Linked DNA regions of Sus scrofa: all the other regions are linked to region 3. The links are chromatin contacts, called in public HiChIP or PLAC-seq and promoter capture Hi-C maps. All regions are on one chromosome and are shown on one strand. The core of a region is the stretch at or near the end of the contact, and the rest is flanking DNA. Distances in the headings are between cores, read along the strand shown. Region 1 holds the start of PCNA (proliferating cell nuclear antigen). Region 2 holds the start of CRLS1 (cardiolipin synthase (CMP-forming)). Region 3 holds the start of GPCPD1 (glycerophosphocholine phosphodiesterase GPCPD1). Region 4 holds the start of TRMT6 (tRNA (adenine(58)-N(1))-methyltransferase non-catalytic subunit TRM6).

What was found. Promoter capture Hi-C pulls out the DNA fragments that hold promoters and counts their contacts. HiChIP or PLAC-seq counts read pairs in DNA pulled down with a chosen protein or histone mark.
Region 1: a contact with region 3 is called in an H3K27ac HiChIP or PLAC-seq map of alveolar macrophages. The contact joins the promoter of PCNA here to the promoter of GPCPD1 in region 3. A contact is called at or near these places in 1 of 47 Hi-C or Micro-C datasets (heart right ventricle) and 1 of 2 datasets of contacts at active chromatin or transcription factors (alveolar macrophages).
Region 2: a promoter capture Hi-C map of fetal liver shows a contact between it and region 3, with 2.2 times the contacts expected there. The contact joins the promoter of CRLS1 here to the promoter of GPCPD1 in region 3. A contact is called at or near these places in 1 of 5 promoter capture datasets (fetal liver), 1 of 47 Hi-C or Micro-C datasets (embryonic fibroblasts) and 1 of 2 datasets of contacts at active chromatin or transcription factors (alveolar macrophages).
Region 4: an H3K27ac HiChIP or PLAC-seq map of alveolar macrophages shows a contact between it and region 3. The contact joins the promoter of TRMT6 here to the promoter of GPCPD1 in region 3. A contact is called at or near these places in 1 of 5 promoter capture datasets (liver), 3 of 47 Hi-C or Micro-C datasets (embryonic fibroblasts, heart right ventricle and skeletal muscle) and 1 of 2 datasets of contacts at active chromatin or transcription factors (alveolar macrophages).

What each region holds. Positions count from the first base shown.
Region 1 is chr17:14,141,257-14,144,161 of Sscrofa11.1, forward strand. PCNA (proliferating cell nuclear antigen) reads right to left here and starts at 1,328. Exons shown (of 6, transcript NM_001291925.1): 1 at 1,067-1,328; 2 at 73-170. The coding sequence starts at 1,287.
Region 2 is chr17:14,859,034-14,861,733 of Sscrofa11.1, forward strand. CRLS1 (cardiolipin synthase (CMP-forming)) reads left to right here and starts at 1,286. Exons shown (of 8, transcript XM_003134243.6): 1 at 1,286-1,746. The coding sequence starts at 1,441.
Region 3 is chr17:14,474,805-14,477,504 of Sscrofa11.1, forward strand. It overlaps GPCPD1 (glycerophosphocholine phosphodiesterase GPCPD1), which reads right to left and starts at 1,419. Exons shown (of 20, transcript XM_021078049.1): 1 at 1,220-1,419.
Region 4 is chr17:14,788,916-14,791,615 of Sscrofa11.1, forward strand. TRMT6 (tRNA (adenine(58)-N(1))-methyltransferase non-catalytic subunit TRM6) reads right to left here and starts at 1,403. Exons shown (of 9, transcript XR_002339863.1): 1 at 1,093-1,403. MCM8 (DNA helicase MCM8) reads left to right here and starts at 1,483. Exons shown (of 17, transcript XR_002339862.1): 1 at 1,483-1,666.

The DNA of each region.
Region 1 (2,905 bases), core at 78-2,577, 330 kb before region 3:
CTCTCAGCTTTGGGAAATAAAGACACTGCATTCTAATCTCCTCTAGCATTAACTCAGAAGGGTGTAACTTACTTGGAGCTTCAAACACTAGTGCCAAGGTGTCTGCATTATCTTCTGCCCTTAGCGTAATGATGTCTTCATTGCCAGCACATTTTAGTATTTTGGACATGCTGGAACACAGGAGACAAGAGTTTAAAATCGACACCATCTTCTCAAGATCGTTAGCTTTCTAACTCAATTAAAACCATGAGTTACCACTTTTAACCACTGGACCACGTGTCGAATTGGCGAGTTTGGGAAACGTACTGCAGGAAGATGTAAGAGAGTCCAGCCGTTTTGGAATGCAATCTGCCAGTATTTATACTTATACGAAAAAGCCCACACCCCACAATGTGCAATTTCGCTTCGGGATATTAAAAAAAAGACCAGTATTTTAGAAAGTACAAATCCCTTTGGTGGGTGAAGTAAATTATTGGGCCGCGACGATCTTAGATTTTAATGTACCCACTGAAGCACCAGTCTATTATATTGAGTGTAGCACGGGTAAACACTTTTCACAAGCTTTAAAACTTAAACATGTGTATGTACTAGGAAAGGTAGTGATCAAAAAGTTTAAAACCACTGTCCTTCCTGGAGAAATTTTTCCTCAAATCCAGGATCTTAGGATGTTCACTGCAACTTTGCGGTAAAAAAGTAAGCTATTGTCCATATCACGGCGACAGAAGTAGGGCAAATTATAAAGCGGCTCATCTAAAGGCGCCTGCAATTAATAACCAAGGGCTCCGCAACAATCTTTTCCTGGCACCGCGAAGAAGCCCGTCGTTTTCCCGCCACCACTTGCTTTGTGACTTTGGCGCGGAAACAGCCGGTTCGCGCTGCAGTCAGCGCGGGCTTTCCGAACCGCGCGCTCTGCTACTGGTCCCGCCCCCCCGCCCCGCGCCACAGGCCAATAAGAAAGGTGCAGATATCCCACGCCAGCCAATAAGGGCCCGCCTTATGGGCGCTCCCGCCAAGAGCGGAGGTAGGGGTGTCCGCGGGCCCGACAGTCTGCGGCTTCGGGACTCACCTGGTGAGGTTCACGCCCATGGCCAAATTGCGGTCGCAGCGGTACGTGTCGAAGCCCTCGGAGCGCAGGGTGAGCTGCACCAAAGAGACATGAGACGAGTCCATGCTCTGCAGGTTCACGCCGCTGGAGCTGATGTCCCAGCAGGCCTCGTTGATGAGGTCTTTAAGCGCTTCCAGCACCTTCTTCAGGATAGAGCCCTGGACCAGGCGCGCCTCGAACATGGTGGTGGAATCACAACGACGCGGCTACAGGTGGAAGAAAGAAGGAAGGAGTAGCCGGCTTAGGCTTCAGAAGTTGAGAGAGAGCAGGAAAACACCACAACAGAGCCTGAACCGGAGGACGCACACTGCCAGCCGGCCGCGCCTGCAGCGGTTTAATACAGCCGCGTCTGCGAGCGCGCGCTACGCCCCCACGCCCTTCATGGCTACGTCACCACGCTGCCCCGCCCACTGCCTGGGCGGAGAGGCTGCGGAGCCAATCGTGTCCCTGCTCCACATGAAGCCCGTCCCACCCCGAACATCCATTGGAGAGTGTGGGCGTAGGGGCGGGGCAGGAATCTTGCGCCTAACGAGGGCCTGCTGATAGGCATCCTGCGGGGCTCCCCGCCTTTTTGTCGTGTTCCGGCGCCCGGACGTTAGACAAGTCGGGGCAAGTGTGAAGGTCAGGCCTAGGCTTGGGGGGGGGTCGTTGAGGTGGCTTTGTGGTGCCTCATCAATTTCCCGCTTGAGGGATGGGACATTTACAGCCTTGAAAGTGAAGGTGAAACGGAAATCCAGCCTTCTAGGAGGAAGAGCCACCATGCGCCTAAAGAGTATAGCTACTTTAAATATGCACTTTTTTCCCCCTGCTATTATAGAGTAGCAATTATAGAAGCGTTCCTAAAAGTGAACAATAAAGAGATGTACAGTTATGATTAAAAGAAAACAGTTATCGTGGCTCCCCACTGCCATCGCCTCCCCCACCACACACACACCAAACTATCGTTTACTGCATACAACTTTCTAAGCTTTTTTTTTTGTACAAATGTACTTTTAAAAACAAAATTCAGGAGTTCCCGTCGTGGCGCAGTGGTTAACGAATCCGACTAGGAACCATGAGGTTGCGGGTTCGAACCCTGGCCTTGCTCAGCGGGTTAAGGATCCGGCGTTGCTGTGAGCTGTGGTATAGGTTGCAGATGCGGCTGAGATTCTGAGTTGCTGTGGCTCTGGAGTAGTAGGCTGGTGGCTACAGCTCCGATTGGACCCCTAGCCTGGGAACCTCCATGTGCCGCGGGAGCTGCCCTAGAAAAGACAAAAATAAATAAATAATTAAATAAAAACAAAATTCAGGGAGTTCCCCTAGTAGCGCAGTGGAAACAATCCGATTAGGAACCCTGAGGTTGCGGCTCGATCCCTGGCCTTGCTCAGTGAGTTAAGGATCAGGCGTTGCCGTGAGCTGTGGTGTAGGTCACAGACGCGGCTTGGATCTGGAGTTGCTGTGGCATAGGCCAGCAGCTGTAGCTCGTATTCTACCCGCAGCCTGGGAACTTCCCTATGCCTCGGGCGCGGCCCTGAAAACAAAAAACAAAAAAACGGTTTATACTGTAAACACTTATGCAAAATACTTAACAAAGTATGTTTAATTTTATGCCACGTACTTCTTTTCTACATCATCATCTCTTTAAAAAAAGATTTACCAATTTCTTGTAATTCGGGCAAGTCTTTGAGGTAGTATTGCTGGATCAAAGAGCATATACATGAAAATTTTGATGAATGTGTTACTAAACTGACTTCTAAAAGATTTCAATTTATGTTATAGCCAGGACAATGAGCCTGCTCATCTCCCCTAATTTTTCTGTGG
Region 2 (2,700 bases), core at 36-2,535, 380 kb after region 3:
CAGCCAGGGACCAAACCGCATCCTCATGGTACTAGTAGGGTTCTTAACCCGCTAAGTCACCACAGGAATTCCACAGAAATTGAAGATTTCTTTTGATAAACACTGGATCAATATGATGTTCATGTTGAATTGGTGTTTCCCAAACTACCTGAACTAAATTTAAGATCAACTTCAGTGTGGGTCTGTTATCACAGACAGGGCTGAGGTGAGGGGTGTAGAGCGCAAGAACCACTCAAATTCACCCTGACAGAACTCAACAAGAAAATAGTTCTGTAACATTGCAATATTAATATATATTAATATATCCATAATCAGTATAATCCATGATATAATTTCTATATGAACTAGTAATGTATAAACATTAGCTAGTCAATTAAAGATGAGCTATTCTTAAGTTATTTTGGCTATTTCCCTAATAAGCACGTTTCTTAACCTAAGCCTTAATTTCCTTATCTGTAAAAAGTTGCTAATGAAACCCATCCTAGAGTTGTCAAGAATTTTACTTGTTTTTTTGTTTGTTTTGTCTTTTTGCCTTTTCTAGGGCCACTCCTGCCGCACATGGAGGTTCCCAGGCTAAGGGTCCAATCGGAGCTGCAGCCACCGGCCTTCGCCAGAGCCACAGCAACGCGGTATACAAGCTGCGTCTGCAACCTACACCACAGCTCATGGCAAGGCCGGATCCTTAATCCACTGAGCAAGGCAGGGATCGAACCCTCAACCTCATGGTTCCTAGTCGGATTCTTGAACCACTGCGCCACGACGGGAACTGGGGAGTTTTAAACAGGATGATGCACTATAGCCTGGCTATAATATAGTCAACTTTTTTCCAGGTAGACGACTGCTTTCAGGTAAAGTAATTGCTATTACTGACATTTTTTAATACCTTTTTTTTTGACATCCGACGCGAAAAGAAGGGAAGAACAGAGATCTAGGATGAAATACTTTCTCTATACCATGCATTTTAGTAAACACATTTTAGGCTCCCAGGAGGCCCCCCGCAGCCGTGCACACCCGGGCTCCTGTCTTTTCGGGCCACAGCGGCCGAGCTGTCGTCCTTCCCTGCCTGTTCCCCTCTTCGCCGCCACACCCCCTACCCTACTCCCACTCCCACCAACAGACCCCGGAACTGACCCGTGGGCGTCAGACGGCGCCGCGCCGGGCAGCTAACCGGATGCCCACGGGACTTAATGGCACGCGACATCTGCCGCTACCGCCGGGGGCGCCGGGAAGCCCATAGGCAACGGTGTCGCAAAAGCGTCGCGAAGGCGTCCGTCCTTGGCGGCTGCAGGCCACCTGTGTAAGTCGAACGTGCTGGGGTTTGATAATCAGCATGGAGGCGGGCGAGGTCCTCCGACGTTGCGGGGGCCGAATGGAGAAGCCGCTCGCCGGTGCCCCGGGCTGCTGAGCTCCCGCCGCTCCCCGCGGCTCGGCCGCCCAGCCATGCTAGCCTCGCGGGTGGCGCGCGCCTCGTGGGGGACCCTGCGCGTCGCCGCATGGGCGCCGGGAGTACGGCCAGGCAAGGGGCGCGCCCGCGGGGCAGTGCTGCCTGCCGCGTCCTGCTGCCTGGGCTGCCTGGCAGAGCGCTGGTGGCTGCGCCCGACCGCGCTCGGCCTACGCTTGCCCGGGACCGGCCCGCGGGCCCATTGCTCGGGATCGCGGAAGGCGGCCCCTGGGTCTGCGGCTGGAGAGGACGTCGCCGCCGAGGCCCGGAGCGGCCGGTGGGGTCCGGCGAGCGCCCCCAGCCTGGTACGTACCGAGGAGGAGGCGGAGGGGCGACTCTGCGTCGGAGTGGTCCGCTCGGTCGGAGCTGGGTTCCGGACGCTAATAACGTGTTCTGACCCGCCACGTTCAATGCTTCTGTTTCAAAACTTTTGTAGCGTTCCCTGAAGAGAAGTTTTGAGCTGGTCGTTCTGTTGGAATGAATTTAAGGGGTACCAACCAGGTGCTCCTTGAGTCTGGGTGGTCAGGTTAAATCTCCCCCTCTGTCCAACAGGTAGCTGAACGCCTCTTTGGATATTGCATAGGTGAAAAAATAGCCTTCACCTGTCGTATTAAAAGCGCATTTTGAATTTTCGGGAGCGAATCGCCAATATGTAGGGCAAGTCTCTGGGAATCTTCGGAAAGGTATACAGGCCTTTCTCTTTGCTTGTGCAAGTTTGGTTAACTATCATTTGACCTTTGGTAACAACATATTGTGGGGTGAAGAATAACTAATTTAAATCGTAATTGAAAGGGCCTTTAACTTTTAATTATCGAGAAAAGTTAAAACTCTCTTTCTGAGGGAATGAAAGAAAAGATTTGTCTGCTTACCCTTTGATATGCTGACCAAACAGAAGACCTCAGTGCATGAGTGTGGGAGAGGTTTTGATGTCATGTTAGCAAGACTCATGCAATTATTACATCTTCAATTGTTAGGTCTTCAGTGGGCCCCTGTGTTGCTTTCATCAGTTGTACAGCATGGGTTGGGGTGGCCACATCCTGGCAGGGGTCTCAGCTCCATTAATAGCTAAAGCATGTTGCGGTTTGAATGCCGGCTGCTTTGAGGTTGCCATATCCTGGCTGAAGTCCTTCCCAGAATGGCAGTAGTTGGTCGAGTATGCCACAGGTTATCTGGTTGAGTAATTTGAGATTAGCTCTCTAAATTTTAATTTAGAAACTTTTTACAGATTTAATGATTAGAAGTTAATGAGGTATTTTGTT
Region 3 (2,700 bases), core at 169-2,668:
ATTTCACATGCTTTTCCTGGTTAAGTTATACACAAAGTTTTGACTCATCAGCTTACGTTTTGAACATATCAAATTTTACTTACTCTGCTACTGAGATTTCTTTTGTGGTCATTTCTGAGTCCAACTTTTCTAAGTCTTACTGGTCTAGAACATTGGTTCTCCCTGGTTAAGCCCAGAACCATCTGAGCCATTTGCAGTTTTACCTGTTTATCTTGTGTTATTTGTATCTAGAATGTTACCAGTTGGAAAAGGACTGATAGCTTGTATTTGTTTCTTAGCTAAGTCTTAACTGTCAGAAATGTAACAAGAAGGAGTAAGGTGAAAGGTTAATGAATAGGAACTGCACAGAAATAGGAAGGGCTGAAAAAGAGTATGAAAAAAACATCAAGTCCAAACATCCTGCTTGGTTCTATCAGTTCCTCTAAGTGTTACATCAGACTAGACAGCTGGCTCAAGGTGAAAGATTTCTTTACAATTCGAGACTAAATTCATGACCGATTTCCTTTGGAAACGAACAGTTGGGTAAAAGGGGGCTGATGAAGCATCGAAACGTTGGAGGCTTTTTTCCAGAAGTCATCAGGGTCATTTAAAGAGCTTTGGAAAAAGTAGAGCTTTAGGAGAAGGGGCAGCTGTCTTAAAATTATTTCAAGGGCACTGATGTCTATTCCTGGAACCTTTTCCTAAGAGAGTAAGGCATTTCGGTTTCTTGGAATGACTGAATTACACAAGCATGCCCAAGACTAAGCAATTTCAGAAAATAAGCAGTTGTCAAAACACTATGAATTACTTAGCGATAAAACCTGAGAGTGGTGGTGGGCGAAGGGTATGCTGCTAGGGGTACACAGACGACTTCAGCTGCATTTATGTTCCTTCGTTCCTTAACTTGCTTTTTGGAACACTCGTGGTTGTGGTAGTCCTATGGTCTATGCATTCTGGTATTTTGAAAACACTACAAAATTTTTGGAGGGTAACTAAGCACCCGGCAGCTCCGCGGAATCGTGACAACAAACGATAAATACAGTAAATATGCGTTACCCACAGACCTACGAGAGCCAACGTCCAGGCCGCGGTCTCCACGGCGGGCAGATCCCGTTCGGGCTGGGGGACCCTCCCCACGCCTCGCCCCACCGCGTCCCCTCGCCGGGTCGCCCTGACAGCTCGGCTGCCACGTGAGCAGCAGCCGTGGCCCCCGCGTCGAGCGCCCGGCCTCCCGCCTCACCTGCCCCGTCCACTGGTCCGCGCCTCCACCGCAGCGCCAGACAGCAGTGCCGCGGGCCGAGGTGCCGGGTACCCGCCGTGCGCACCTCGCCAGCTCTCTCCGAGTCGGACCGCTGCGGCGCCCAGCGGCAGGAAGCGGCTCCGCTCAAACCGGTTTCAGCTGCTCCAGACCAAACCGCCAGGCCATCCCGCGGGGCGGGGCTGGAGGGCTGGCGGGCGGGGCCTGACGTCACGCCCGGCGCCGTCCGAACCAATAGGCGCCCGCGCGTGAGGGGCGGGCCGCGCGAGTTCCTGGAAAGGGCCCGCATCGTCAATCGGTGGTGGCCGGGCATCCCCGGGGTCCCCGGCGTCTGCCTTTTCCGTTGGCTGGAATCCGCCGCGGGTGGCGGCGCCGAGCAGGCCTGGCTTGGGTTCATAGATGCCTATCTTGGAACTCTTAAGTATTAAGACAACCTAGACTAGGACGTGGAGCTGCAATTATAAATTGCATTTTTCCTCATCGGAAAGCGAGAGAAATGAGCAGGCCTGACCTCAGGAACTTTTCCTCCGTTCCAAATTAACAAGCACACTTGGGTCAGATCTTTAGGGTTAAGAAGGAGAATTAAGTGACCTAAGATGGTTGAGCGTTTACAACATTCGCTGCGAAAGCTTGATATTCCAAGCCAGCAGTATCACCTGGGAGCGATCAGAATTGCTCTATTGGGATCCTCTGCCTATTCGAATTGCGTTTAACAAGATCCCCAGATTATTTGTATGTAAATTAAAGTTTGAAGGAAATTTTATGGAAGCTGGAAAAAGTAGCAAAAAATTGTAGTTTAATTTCTGGGGGAAAAAATGAGCTATATTAAGAAAAAAAAAAAAAAAAGCGAGGAGTTCCCATAGTGGCACAGCGGAAACGAATCCGACTAGGAACCATGAGGTTTCGGGTTCCAACCCTGGCCTCGCTCAGTGGGTTAAGGAACCGGGTTGCCCTGAGCTGTGGTGTAGGTTGCAGACGGGGCTGGAATCTGGGGGTTGCTATTGCTCTGGTAAGGCCAGCAGCTGTAGCTCTGATTAGACCCCTAGCATGGGAACTTCCATGTGCCAGGCGTGGGGCCCTAAAAAGACAAGAAAAAAAAGTGAAGTTTTTTTTTCTCTTTTGATGGTCCCAGAAAAATGAGTTAATCAGCATTTGCCACTCACCCAACTTAACATTTTCCAGCATCAAGGTTAACCACTGATTAATTCCTGAAAGAAAATTTTATCAGGTTTTATTTAATCATTTAAATCAAGTGTGATACCGAAAATTTACAAAGAACCGTCTTGGAGTTCCCACTGTGGCATAAGGGGATCAGGGATTTGGGGAGTGCTGGGGTGTGGATTTGACCCCTAGTTGGACACAGTGGGTTAAGGATACGGCATTGCTGAGCTGCAGCTTAAGTCACAACTATGGCACGGATCTGATCCCTGGCTGGGGAACTCCATGTGCTGCAGGGAAGCAAA
Region 4 (2,700 bases), core at 153-2,652, 310 kb after region 3:
AGATGTGCATCTTCCCCCACCACATCCTTTGAGTACCCCAGGGCTAGCAGAGTGCCCCTGCGTCTGAGCTAGGCTGGGTTTATCCCTCTGGCAGCTGGTCTGGTAGGCAAAGCAGAGTGTGTCAGGCAAACTGTTTGGCCTAACAGGAGGTCACTGCCCTAGTCAGGAAAAGTGGACCCTGTGTGCTTTGCTGGGAAAAAGTGGTATTTGCAGAGTCTGCTCAGAGAGCCAGGATTGCTTCTGCACAACCAGATGAATGCAGCCTTGAGGAATAGTGAAGGGAGAATCTGGCCTGGGATGTAACTGAGCTCAAAGCTTAATTTTCTAAATAAAATGGAAACTAATGCCATGGCTGCTGCCAAGAAAACTGATGGAAATGTTTCAAAATGACTGTCTAAAGAATATGTTTCAGAAATAGAGATGTCTCCTTAGAAATAAAAAGCTCTTGTCTGAAAGAGCACACTATTGAGAAGTATACTCTAACAATCACATTTCACAATAAAGTAACTTAAAAGGACAATGCAAGAGAGAAACCGAAGTTTCACCTACAGTTACTATACAGCTGTGTAACTCTGAAATCATTCATCCAACTTATGACCTAAGGACTTTGCTGCATTGCTATATTTCAACTAAAAAGTTTAAATAATTAGTATTAGCACTTTTCAAAATTATGTACTTGGAAGCACATACACATTTCCAATCAGAAAATCTGAGAAGAAAAAAGTATTGGTTTCAAGAATACAAAATAAAGTAGTGATGGGGCGTTGGGTGGACTCTGGGAGACAAGGGTGAGATCAGAGGGTGAAGGGGTTCTGTGAGAAGATAGGAAAGAAGACCTCAAGAACCTAGGAAAAGAACTCCGGGACAGGGATGGTGAAAGAGGCAAGGCACCTAAAGCCAAGAATGGGAAAAGAACTCTGTGGAAAGATTAAGCGGGATGCTTAAGACAGGTGGGGTGAAACGGATCCCAGGGGCTGAGAACGGGGTCTTGGATGCAAATGCCTAGGTGCGAAGACCCGAGAGTAGTTAATGAGAGAGAGCGTCTCCTGAAGGTGGGGGCTGGGAAACCATAAGGCCAGAGACCTGACTTACTTTCTCCGCTGGACTTGCACTGCTTTAAACACATCTTCCCGTTTCAGCACCACGAAGTCGCCGTCGCGGATGCAGTGATCCCCGGGATGCAGTGGCTGTGGGCCCGGTTGCTCGTCAGAGCCCTCCATGACGCTCAGCCGATCTCTGAGCTCCGCGGCGTCTCTCTAGTTCCCTCTCCGCCCCTCGTCTAGGGTTGTCGCCGCCGGCGGCCTGGCCTCGCACAAACCGAGGGGACGCCGAGCCCAGAGATCTGCACCTCCCCCACGTGCTGCGCACCGCTTCCGCTTTCCGGTCAGAGCCTCAGGACAACTTCCGGGAGCCTCACAGCTTCCGTCTGGCCGATCTCCTTGATTGGCTGCCCTCCATCTCGCCCCTCCCGTCACGCCGCAGCTACGGGCGGAAGTTGCGTCACAGAAGCGCCAAAAAAGAACTTAGAAGACTGGAGTTAGGTTTCAGACCCTGTTGTGGCTGCCTGAAGTAGACCTATTCGGCGACCCACTGCAGCCTCAGTGGAGAAGCCGAGGTCCCCGAGCAGCTTTGACGTACAATCCTTGGCCCCTCCCGGGGACGTCAGGTAAGCTGAGGGCGAAGAGTCTGCGGGACTTAGGCAGAGTCATCTGAGGAGCTCGGACCGTGGAGTCTCCTCCGCTCCGCCGAGCTTCCCCCAGCTAGGAAGGGAGAGCCAACCCATCCACGAACTAAGAGAGCTCTGTGACCTGTCATCCTTTGCAAGTAAAAACTTAGTCTGAGAAGACTTAAATGAAGCGAGGTATTTGACCAAGCATAGCAGCTCGACGGGCGGGTCCTTGCCTCTTTCTCCAGTCCTACTCCTTAGTAGTTATTCCCACTGTATTACCTCCTTTGAGAAAGATAGGGGACATAGCGTTGTCGAAGGAGAGCTTCAGCCTGGGAATGTGGATAGGAAATTTGAGCTTCGTTCTGTCACCAGTTGATCAGTTAATTTTTTTTAATTTTATTTCATTTTTTATTACTCAAATGAATTTATCACATCTGTAGCTTATAATGATCATAACAGTCTGATTTCACAGGATTTCCATCGCACAGCCCAAGCACATAGTTAATTTTTTTTTTTTTTGCTTCAGTTTCTTGACGTACGATGTGGTCTACATGATTATCAAAGCCATGTTAGTGCCTTAAGATCGTGAACTTGTTTAGTTATTAACGTATTAATTAAATCTTTTTAAATAGAGCTGCGGGAGTTCCCATTGTGGCGCAGCGGAAACGAATCCGACTAGGAACCAAGAGGTTGAGGGTTCGATCCCCGGCCTCGCTCAGTGGTCAAGGATCCGCGTTGCCGTGAGCTGTGGTGTAGGTCACAGACGCGGCTCAGAACTGGCGTTGCTGTGGCGTAGGCTGGCAGCTACAGCTCCAATTAGACCTGTAGCCTGGGAACCTCCATATGCTGTGGATGCAGCTCTAAAAAAAAGGCAAAAGACAAAAATATAAAAATAAGTAAATAAATATAGATGCAGATACGCTGCCTGGTAATGAATTGCGTTAGAGTATGGGTATATTTTTATACATTTTAACCCTTGGGAATGAACTATTGAATTTATAGTTTATTATTGTTTATAGCTGATTAAAATA